Regions from separate parts of the Mus musculus genome. Here region 2 is linked to region 1. A link is a contact called in public Hi-C data. All regions are on one chromosome and are shown on one strand. Each heading gives the region's core, a stretch centred on a gene start, on an enhancer-like site or on the middle of the called end of the contact. The rest is flanking DNA. Distances are from core to core; before and after follow the strand shown.

Region 1 (5,826 bases), core at 100-2,599:
TGCATGGGGATAGATTTCCATTCTCATACTCTGGATTTGATTTCATCTTTAACCTTTGCAGCTGAGTTTCCTTGACCTCCAAGTATGGCTGTGATTTTCTGAATTTGTTACATTTTGCTTTACATGGTTTCTTTCTCTATTTCCTTTTTCTCGACAGGGAGCTGGGGCCCACCCCTCTGGCCATCTTTCAGCAACCAGAGCATCTTTTCCGAGGAACATTCTTACTAGACTGACAGTCCTTAAGTCAAGCATGCAGTGAGGGTGTTAAGGTAAGTCTCACCCTACTAGAGCTGTCTGCCTGGACACTCCTCACTTCTTCCTGTTTGCCCTGTTGAGCTCACACAAATCCAATTCAAGCCATCTACTGTGCACCCCAGTCAAGCATCTCCTGGCTACTAGAGGAGGCACCTACACCCACCCAGTAAAACCATCGGCTGTGGCTCCTGGGGACCAGCATCTCTTTGAGGTTGGGGTGGTGGCGGTTTAAAACAAAAGTATCCGGAAGACCAATGTTCTATTTTCTCATGGCGCTTCACCCCCGATGTTGTGTTTTCTACTCGGTTGCTTAATTCCTTTCTGGAGTTTTCTTCCGAGACAGAGATGAGGCTCCAGCTCAAAATCCTGAGGTGCTGTTCGTGTTTTTCTGGTTCCAAGAGAAGTGCTGCTGTTATTTTGAGTAGTTTTGATACAACCAAATCAAAGTGAAGATTTGAAATGGCTTTTCTGAAAGCCCAAGCTGAAGTCATAAATTATTCTGCACCGCGATTCTTTCTGATAGTGAAACCGTACCTCTGCCTGACATTGCTGCAATGGGAGAAAGTGAAAGTTAAAAATAAAATGAAACATTTAAATCTGGGCTGTTGAGAAGCTCAGATAGACATCAAGGCCAGTCGATAGAGGCTCCTATCAATTAGACTTCCACGCTTATCATTCCATATTGGCTTATTAGCAATTGCCTGGGTTCAGGGTTCCAGGATTAAGAATGTGAAGGGCTGGGGGGCGGAAGGGAGGCGTATGCGAGGAAATAGCAACCTGTGAAAAGGCCAGGTCTGTGGCTTCCTCTATTTGCAGGAGGCTGGGGACAGGCTGGTGGTGGCATGGAGGCCTTGTTGTGATTCTTGCGGGAGGAAAATGTCTACAGTGAGAAGGTTGGAAGTTTTCCCTAGCCTACCCCGTTATTTGAGTCGGAAAGTGTTGATTTCACACCGTGCTGAGTGTTTTCCCGCAGCTTCTTAGTGGGTGTATTCTATGTTGAGAAAAAGGAGCAGTTAACGAAAGCAGTAGTGGGGGCCATCAGAGGCCTGGCAGGCCTGTGACTTTGCCGATCCCAAGGTGCCCTCTAGGAGAGGGGTGGGCAGCTCAGGAGCTCCAGCCTAGAGCTTGCAGACGGAGCTTCTGGCTGGGTCCCTCCTCGGCATATCGCAGGCGGGAACAATTTTTGGTTCTTTTGCTGCTGGGTTGGGAAAACAAGCCCGTGGTTGCCAGTAAGGTTTGGAATCTGCCTGCCAGATAAGGGAATGTCTGTGAAGACTATTTTCCCTCTTGGGAGGCAAAACACAGATGGGGGAGTTCGGAGTCTAACAGCATTCAGCTGCTACATTGATGGTAGGAATTCTGCAGTGTGGATGCTCATGGTATCCGAGGGCCAGGTTTAGCATCGCTGCCGAGGGCCGCTGGTAGGGAGTTGGTGGGACTGGCTGTTGAGAGAACAAGTACGTAAGCTTGTTCAGAAACATTCAGTACTCTGTGCTTCTTGGGGTAGGAGAGGAAGCAACGCCGCCATGCTGGGCACTTCCGCCATGCTGGGCACTTCCGCCACGCTTGGCACTTCCGCCATGCTGGGCACTTCCGCTATGCTGCCCACTTCCCCTTTGACTCCCTTTGGCATGGGATATGAAAGAGAACAAAAATGAACTACCTAACCGAGTGCTCCCTACACCCCCAACCCTGCCTCCTGCGGACAGACATGAAAGGAAGGCCATGGGTTTCCCCTGAGGGAGACACACACCACCCCTAGTTTGGGCGGCTTTCATACTGTAGGACAGGCAGCGTCTTTTGGCTCACCAGGTTTCCCAGCACTAAGGCACATATTTGCAGCTAGTCACTGGACTAAACTTTGGGCTTCCTGGAACTTAAAGGACAATCAGGACTGTCATATGCAGGAGATATGGTCAATAAGGAAGCCTGAAGTTGCAGACTCCATTGATCCCAATACTCTGCCTAATTCTTCCTACATGTATGTGCCTGAGAGTTTATGAGTTTGGCACAGAAAAAGAGCGACAACAGTAACTAATACGAAGATAAAACAGTGCCAGCAATGTCTATTCATAAATGCCATGCAAATGTGGTTTCACAGGCAGGGGACTGAGGTATGTGCGGTCTATGGTGTAGACCATAAGCAGGTATGAGGATTTTTTTTTTCTGGGTGGGAAATGTACACCTTGGGATGACTTGAGAGATGTGTGTCATGTGACCAGGAAGTCAAATTGAAACTTTACTTTCAAGAACAGATTCTTTTTTTTTCCAATTTTTTAAATTATGTATTTATTTCATTTACATTTCAAATGCTATCCCAAAAGTCCCCTATACCCTCCCCCCTCCCGCTCCCCTACTCACCCACTCCCACTTCTTGGCCCTGCCGTTCCCCTGTACTGGGGCATATAAAGTTTGCAAGACCAATGGGCCTCTCTTTCCACTGATGGCCGACTAGGCCATCTTCTGCTACATATGCAGCTAGAGACACGCGCTCTGGGGTACTGGTTAGTTCATATTGTTTCAAGAACAGATTCTTATCCTCTGAGGGTCAATAGACAGGCCTTGAGAACAGGTAACTGAGATGTGGGCATCCCTCTCCCAGTCTCTTGTTTCAGCTCCCGTTCCCAGGCTCCCAAGGGCCTGCACTGGGAAGGGCCAACGACGGCCAGTGAGAGGAAAGAGCCTTGAGCTGGCCCTGAGCTGTTTCTTAGAGTCTGGAATTTTGTGCAGGAGATATTTCCTCACTTACACACTTTCGGTTCTCTGTAAAGGACACTTGTCTTGGTGAAGTCTCTTTTCTTTTCTCTCCTATTTTTAATGACAGAAGCTTGAAGCTTCTGGAAGGACCACTTGTTCCTGCTCATCTTGTATCTCTCCTCAAACTTGACCTTGCTCTTTCATCTGGCCTTGCATTTCAGAGCTTGGGCTTTGAAAAAATCCGTATCCATGATATCTTTGTTCAGGGAGATATCCTTGTGGACATGAGGCTAGTGTAGTTATAAATACTCTCTCTCTCTCTCTCTCTCTCTCTCTCTCTCTCTCTCTCTCTCTCACACACACACACACACACACACACACACACACATCTTGATCTTTGATTTCTTCCTGTTCCATCTTCCCCATGGTGGCTGTCTCTTTGAGGAGATGGTGATCAATTGCAGCTCCCAGAAAATGTCTACAGGAGCGGTCTGAGGCCAACATTAATGTTCTTCAGAATGAAGGCTCTGCATCCAGCTAGGATGAGCACCACTTTCCCGGGTTTCAGGAGCTTTCCTATTTTGACAGCAACCAGCAGACACACAGCTGAGAGACTTTGGAGTCTTGAATAACTGATGTTTAGGCCAGGACAGCCCCAACACCAAGGAGGCTGAGGGAGGAGCCATCAGACAACCTCAGCCTAACTGGCAGCTGAATTGTAAGCCAGCCAGGGCAACTTAGAGAACCTGTTCCAAAATAAAACGCTGAAAGTCTAGTTGTGGTAGTACACAGCTGTAATCCCAACACTTACTAAGCCGAGGCAGGAGGATCTTGAGTTCAAGGTTATCCTAGCAAGGTTGTCTCAAGATTCTTTTTTAAAATAACTATCAATCTCAACTTAAATGGAAAACACAAGAAAGTAGCCAAATCTGGTTTTATGTGATGCTGGAAAATATTAAGGCTTAGCAAAGAAATAATTTAGAAAAATGTGTTTTATTGCAATCAGAATTAATTACAATGTCCATCTTTAAGGGTTATTTACAAACACAAAAGGCTAAAAAATTTAAAATAGTGAACGGAGTAAAGAAAGTATATCAGAAAACACGGAACAGGTACTCTTACGAAGCTTGTTGAAGCTTAAAATTAGGAAAATTATAAGAAAATCTGTAATTGTTAAATTTGGTAAACAACTTAGTGGGCTCTGTAAACAACTGGAACTTGGTTCAGGGTTTATTCGTGAAGGCACCCCCCCTCAAGAACTAACTGAAATACAAGATACCCTAGTAAAATGGGCTTAACCTAGAAATATTCTCCAGGTTTTCTTGATTTCTTAGTTGACAAAAGATAACCTCTTAATGAGAAAGAGGATGGGTGTGGAGTTGATTAGGAAATAGTAAGCATCAAAGAGAAGATGGGAGTGGAATCACCCCCCCCAATAGGTTGTACAAAATTTTGTTTCCAATAAAAAAAAGTAAATAAATAATAAAAATGGATGGAAGCATGGCTCGGTTTGCCTAGCATGTGTCTAATCCTGAGTACTGCACAAATTATATCAATACAATAAAATAAAACAGGAAAGCTACAGAAACGCACCTGTTGACTTCGTATGTCATTACAACAGAAGTGTTCAGACAGTACCCCTCTAAAGAGAGCAAGACACAGCCCCCGAGCCCATAATCCATCCCTCAAGAAGATCTCCATGGTCAGGTCAATGAGGGCCAGGGGCTTCCAGAGGAAATGGTACTCAGAGCACCTAAGTCTTCCACTTCTCATCCCCCCACTTCTCATTCACAGCTCCCCTAGGCTGAGCTCCCTGTGGGCCAGAAGCTGTCCAATATTTCCAGTGCTTCTAAAAGACTAGCTTCCAAAATCAGCAAGAATTACCACCAGCCTCTGACCTAAACCATCCCCACAGGCTCAAGCGTTGAATACTTGGCCACCAGCTGGCAGTGCTGTTCTGGGAGGTGGTGGCAGGGCTCTAGGAACCACAGAGATGCTGAACTCAGAGGCTGGTCCTGCTGTGTCTCTACTGACCCCAAGCTAGCATCCCTTCCTCGGTAATCATCGCTGTATCATGCTACAGGGTTGGTATTTTGGGAGTGCAGAGGAGCAATGGAGATCGCAGGTTCTATGCGAAACTGATAAGGTGGACATATGGAGGGGATGCTTTATGTCCTACTGGATCTTCACCAGGATCCTTTGGAACTCATGGAGGTTAGATTTGCTCATAACTGCTCTGTAGACAAGGAATGAAGTGGGAGTGGAGTTCTGATTTCTTCAGGGAGAAAAAACCACAGCCTTAACTCTAGAGAGCAGGCAGAGAGGAACTTTCTTTTTTTTTTTTCATTTTTTATTAGGTATTTAGCTCATTTACATTTCCAATGCTATACTCTTACACGCGTTCTCGCGACCGGCCAGGAAGAATACAACAAACCAGAATCTTCTGCGGCAAAGCTTTATTGCTTACATCTTCAGGAGCCAGAGAGCCAGAGAGCCAGAGAGCCAGAGAGCCAGAGAGCAAGAGTGCAAGAGCAAGAGCAAGAGAGAGAAAAAGAACAAGAACAAGAAAGCAAGAGAAGAGAGAGAAAAAGCAAGAGCAAGAGAGAGAAAAAGCAAGAGAAAGAACAAGAAAGCAAGAGAGAGAAAAAGCAAGAACAAGAGAGAGAGAAAGAATGGCAAAACCCCGTCCCTTTTAAGGAGAATTATCCTCCGCCTAGGACGTATTACTCCCTGATTGGCTGCAGCCCATCGGCCCAGTTGTCATCACGAGAAAGGCAGAACACATGGCGGGAAAACTGCCCCTGCACGTGTGCAGATTATGTTTACCACTTAGAACACAGCTGTCAGCGCCATCTTATAATGGCAAATGTGAGG
Region 2 (5,259 bases), core at 86-2,585, 270 kb before region 1:
GCGCCAGGCTTCTTCAAAGCCCAGCGGAGTCTGGAGAAGCCATCATTCCCGTATTGTCCACACTGCCAGGTTCACTCCCCTTAGTGGTTGTTGTCATTTGAATATGATGTGTCTCTGCAAAAGGCTCCACCGCTCATGGTGCTTCCTAGAAGTGGTTCCATCGTGAAGGGCGCCAACGTCACCATGGATAGACCCTAAGTTGAGTTAGGTGCTCAGTGGACTGTTAGGAGGTGGGGCCTGGTTGGAGGAAATAGGTCACGGGGGCGGGGCGTCTATGGAGAGTACATCTTATCCCTGGTCCCTTTCTGTCTTTCTTTCTACTGAATGGCGTCTCTCCTCCATCAGGCCTCTCTGTCATGATGCTCAGTTCTATACCCAGGCCTACAGCGACACAACCAAGCACCCACATACAGAAACCCCTAAAATCGGGAGCCCCCAAAATTCTTGAAACTGATTTGCTAAGGAAATCTATGACAAAAAGTGACTGTTTTTTGCTTCCTGGGCAGATGCTGAACTCCTAGAAGCAGGGATGGGGCAGTGTCATCAGAAGAGAGGGGATATAAAAGGGATAGTAGTGAAGAGATGGATAACCCTGGTCTCTCCAGCCTGCCTGTCCAGTGCTCATTCTAGTCTTACTTGTCTGGCTCAGTCAGCACCAGCTCTGGCACTTGCAGCTACCCAGCCCCTAAGCAGCCCTCACTACAGAGTGAGGCACCTTGGGTCATGCAAACCTGTCACATGTATGTTCATCTACTACCCTCTGCTGAGGGTAACTGGCCCTTCTCCAGCCTTTCCCCTCACCTTCCCCTTCTGTCAGGGTTTTGTGACCCTTGGAGCTAGGCAACAAGATTTCCTTTTAGGGACCAATTGTCACAGCAGCAGCCACCCCGTCCCCACAGGGCACCTGGCCCTGTGGCACCTGCCTAGGGTGGCCACTGTGCTCCCAGCAGCCCTCCTGACGTCAATGGAGGGGACGCCGCCTCCTCTGCCACACGTTGCTCACGAAGTGTAGGCAAAAGGCAAGCATCCAATTGCTGCGGGTTAGGATGAGAAAGAATTTGGTTTCTAAATTAGGGCTCAGCACTGTGGCCAGAGACGGGAAGGGGAGCCTGTCAATTGATGGTAGCTACTTCTGCAAGTTGGGGGAGATGGCCCTGCCCCCTGGAACATTCGGGGGGCTCCCCTCAGCTCAGGCGCCTGTGCCAAGAGCCCTGAGAACAAGCCATCTGAAAATCCGGATTGTGTGTTGGCCTGTCAATCCCCAGAAGCACACAGCCTTTCATTAAAACCCGCCTGACATTTCTGTTATGCTCAGAAATCCCGACCCGATGCCAAGTGCCTGCTATTTGCCATCACATCCGCCTGGGAAGCTGAGGGCCCGCCAAGCCCACTGTGCCCAGATGCTCCCCAGGAGGCAGGATGGCAGGCTGTGCAGGGTCCTGGTAGGGGGTGGGGAATGCAGAGGCTATGACCCGGCGACCCTGGGCTCTTTCAGGGGGAAACAGTGGCTTCTCTGCTCACACGTTCAAGTACAGGTGTACAACTGCAGAGCTGATGGGGGCCCCCTGTACCCAGCAAGGCTGCACAGAGCCCACTCTGTCTGTGGGTGTCAGGACCCTAAGATCAGATATCTGTCTTCCAGAGCCACAGTCAGGAGGGGCTGGGGGATGTAGGTACAGGAAGCAGATGGTGAAGGTGGTTCCCCGATTGGGGGAGGAGGCAAGTGGCTCTGTTGGGTCAGGAGCTTTGTGGATATTGGGCATTGACTGGGGCGTCTCGGAGGGGGGACCTGTCATTTGGTCAGCGTGCCAGGAGTAAATGTGCCCAAAAGGTCACAGAGATCACAGTCTGTGTGATATGGAAATGAGTCTTCCCCAGGAAGGCCAGCAGGCTTGGGCAGAGGGACAAGGTGAAGTGGTACGGCTATGTCTCAGCTCTGCAGCTGCACACTGTACCATCTGCCACAGAACACCTGGAGGCCAGGTGTGGCCGTGTGGCTGCTATGAAGATGTGAGATACTCAGAGGTCTGGACCTTGGCCTTAGAGGATCCAGGTAACTTCCTTGCCAGTGATGACCATGGGTAATGTCTTAGTTAGGGTTTGCTGTTGCTATGGTGAAACACCATGACCAAAAGCAACTTGGGAGGATAGGGTTTCTTTGGCTCACACCTCCATATATTCATATATATTTATATCCATATACTCATACTGTTCATCATCTAAGAAGTCAAGACAGGAAATCAAACAGGGCAGGAACCTGGAGGCAGGAGCTGATGCAGAGGCCATGGAGGGGTGCTGCTTATTGGCTTGCTCCTCATCTCTTGCTCAACCTGCTTTCTTATAGAACCCAGGACCACCTGCCCAGGAGTGGCCCTACACACAATCACACACCTCATCGATCACTAGTTAAGAAAATGCCCTACAGCCAGATCTTAGGGAGGCATTTTCTCAACTGGGGGTTCCTCCCCTCAAATGGCTTTAGCTTGTGTCAAGTTGACATAAAACCATCTAACACTGGCAAGATCGGTAGTTAGAGGTACCACTTGGCCCTCCGTCACCCTGTGTTCCATTCATCATGCAGAACCAGCCATGGGCAACATTGGCTTAGACGGACTACCGATGCTTCAAGGCTTTTGATGAACAGCTCTAGGCTGTTCACTGTTCCCTGCAGCTTAGCAACTTGGGGGTTGGAAGCCTAAGCCACTACACAGTCCCCAGCTAGACCCTGGGAGGAGTGTGCCCCCTGACCTCTCTGCCCTTTCCTCATCCTGCAGAAGCTTCTAGTCATGTACATGAGATTAGGAACGGAGAAGAGGGGGGATTAGATCTGCACTTGATCACCTAGCTTGTGGGGCCTGGAGCTCCCGGGTGAGGGTGGTGAGAACTTTATGTCATCACCCGTTTGAGCCCAACAACCTGCCAGTAACTTGGCTCCTGTACGTTGAATTTTAAACCTGGATTCTGAGGTTTCCTAAGTTACTTCCTGATAATTTAGGCAAGCATGGTGTGGTGGCCTCAAATATTCACCTCACCATGGGCAGGAGATAAGATACCCACCATGGAACAGGGTGCAGGGGTGTGGGGAGGACTGGTCCGGAGAACCTTCTAGGATGGTAATGGTCACAGTGTGTGGATCTGTGAAAGTGGATTGGAGGTGGTGAGGATGATCCAGCCGGGTCAGCAGAGAGAGAGGGAGTCTGATCCTGCATGAGAGTAGGCAGAGGAAAATCAAACAGGTGGGGCCTGATCAGCAAGGTCTGAAATGTCACTGGCTTTATTCTGTGAGTCACAGAGTAGTGGGTGGAAACAAACCAGGCTTGGAAGAGGAGTGGGACTGAGATCACCAACTCATGTTACCTGTTTTCCTGTCCACCCATCCATGTGTCTGTTCATTTATCTACCCACCCAATCCACCACTCTATCATCTTTTTCTATTCACTACACTATCCATCTACCCATATCACCATTTACTCCATCCACCCATCCACCCATCCATCCTTCCATCCATCCATCCATCATCCATTCCATCCATCCATCCATCCATCCATCCATCCATCCATCCATCCATCCATCCATCCCATCCCATCCACCCACCCAAACATGTATCCATCCATCCATCCATCCATCCATCCATCCACTCCAGTCCATCCATCCATCCACTACCATATATTTGTATATTTATCATAAAATATATATTCACCTTTGCTTCTGACCTTGAACAAGGCGGAAAAATAATAATTTGATGTCAACTGTGTGAAGCCACTGACTGAATGTGCTGTTACTACTGCAGGTTTCACCAACTGATCCACTATGGTAACTAGAGTCTGTACCTGGAGCCCTGGGGACCTCAGCTTGGTGTTTGCAGACCAGAAGTCTGTAGCCACAGGTCTCTTGTCCCCATGCTAGGCTCCCTTTGTTTCTCTGTGGGTACAGGGACAGGCCTAGGTCAGGTCCCCTTCAATTACTGGATGAGAGGGAGGCATGGCTTAATAAGAGCAGTACTGAAAATTGCCCCTCTTTGTCTTGTCCAATCTTTCTCTTAGTCATGGCCCCTTGCATGGGGGTATACTCACCTTGCCTTTAGCTTGAGGCTTCTCTCTGAATCCATGGCATCACCAACTCCCTTTACTATAGGGCTCAGCTGAAACTTCTTCTCTTTTGGAACCCTTAGGTGATGGATGGATGGATGGATGGATGGATGGATGGATGGATGCACGGCCCATGACTGCCCAAGTAACCGGCCATCTTCTTTTCTACCCCAGTATACGAGACAAGATTGTTGTATTGTGTTAGTGTCTCCTCCCTGCCATGGTGGCTGCTGGATTCACTAAGCAGGTACTGACTGAGTCAGCATTTGGGACTGTCATGGTTTGAATCTCAAATATCCCCTAAAGGCTCATGTGTCACAGCTTGGCTGCCAGTTCATGAGCCTTTGGGATGTGATTTGATCCTGAAACTCTGACCTTATTAGTGGATTAAGCCATTGATGGATTAATAATTTTGTGGCACTGTCAGTATGTGTGTGTGTGTGTGAAGAAGCTGGGGTCTAGTTGGAAGAAGTGTTCCCTGAAGGTGTCATTCAAGGTTGTATCTTGTTCTGTATGTCTCCCCCTTCCCTCTTTCTTTTCCTTCCTTCTCTCTCTTTCTCCCTCCCTTCCTTCTCTCTTTTGTAACCTCTTACCCACCCCACCAATTGCCGCAGAGTGAACAGTTTCCTCCATCTTGTTTCTGCTTTGCCATGGGCTGAAACTCGATGCCACCAGCTGACCATGGTGTGACACCTCTACAGCCGTGAGCCCAAATCAATCTTTCTTTCTTTGGCACTTTTGGGGAATTTCCTCCCCTCAGCAATGAGGAAATTAACTATCACAAAATGGATGGATGATGGATGGAGTTGTGTGAACCTTGGGATGGGACACAGTGCTTGTGAGTACTGGGGCTTCTTGATAGAGCTGCCTTCTAGGTGATATGTGGGAAGCAGAACAGATGTATTTGCAGCCTCTGACCCCACTGCCCCAGTTCCCCAGGTACCCCGTACCCCAACACCGCATGCTTGCTTGACCCTGGGACCCATGAGAAACTTGTGGTTCTATTTCTTGGACCCTTTTGGCTCCATGGAGGGCAGAGAACTCAGGGAGGCGGTGGAAACAGTTGGTAGCTGCCGGTTTCTAAGGAAGTCAGGCCTGTGATAGGACTGTGACTATGGCCCCTGTGTACACACTGGGCTGCCACACCTTACCTGCTTCCAGTTTTATTCTT

Evidence for each region. A called contact is a pair of places that touch in the nucleus more often than the background predicts.
Region 2: a Hi-C map of cortical neurons shows a contact between it and region 1, with 3 times the contacts expected there. The contact joins two enhancer-like sites. A contact is called at or near these places in 4 of 39 promoter capture datasets (the HPC-7 cell line, embryonic stem cells, hippocampal neurons and 1 more) and 1 of 484 Hi-C or Micro-C datasets (cortical neurons).

What each region holds. Positions count from the first base shown.
Region 1 is chr7:37,644,129-37,649,954 of GRCm38.p6, reverse strand. Zfp536 (zinc finger protein 536) reads left to right here. Exons shown (of 6, transcript NM_172385.2): 3 at 158-269. Among named protein-coding and RNA genes, the nearest start is that of 4930505M18Rik, 23 kb to the left of the region's middle. Within about 2 kb of position 1,349, at least 13 of the 459 cell types and tissues checked have an H3K27ac peak or open chromatin away from gene starts, as enhancers often do. A contact at or near this core is called in cortical neurons and hippocampal neurons, where this site is marked.
Region 2 is chr7:37,912,982-37,918,240 of GRCm38.p6, reverse strand. No RefSeq gene overlaps it. Among named protein-coding and RNA genes, the nearest start is that of Gm22302, 91 kb to the right of the region's middle. Within about 2 kb of position 1,335, at least 16 of the 459 cell types and tissues checked have an H3K27ac peak or open chromatin away from gene starts, as enhancers often do. A contact at or near this core is called in cortical neurons and hippocampal neurons, where this site is marked.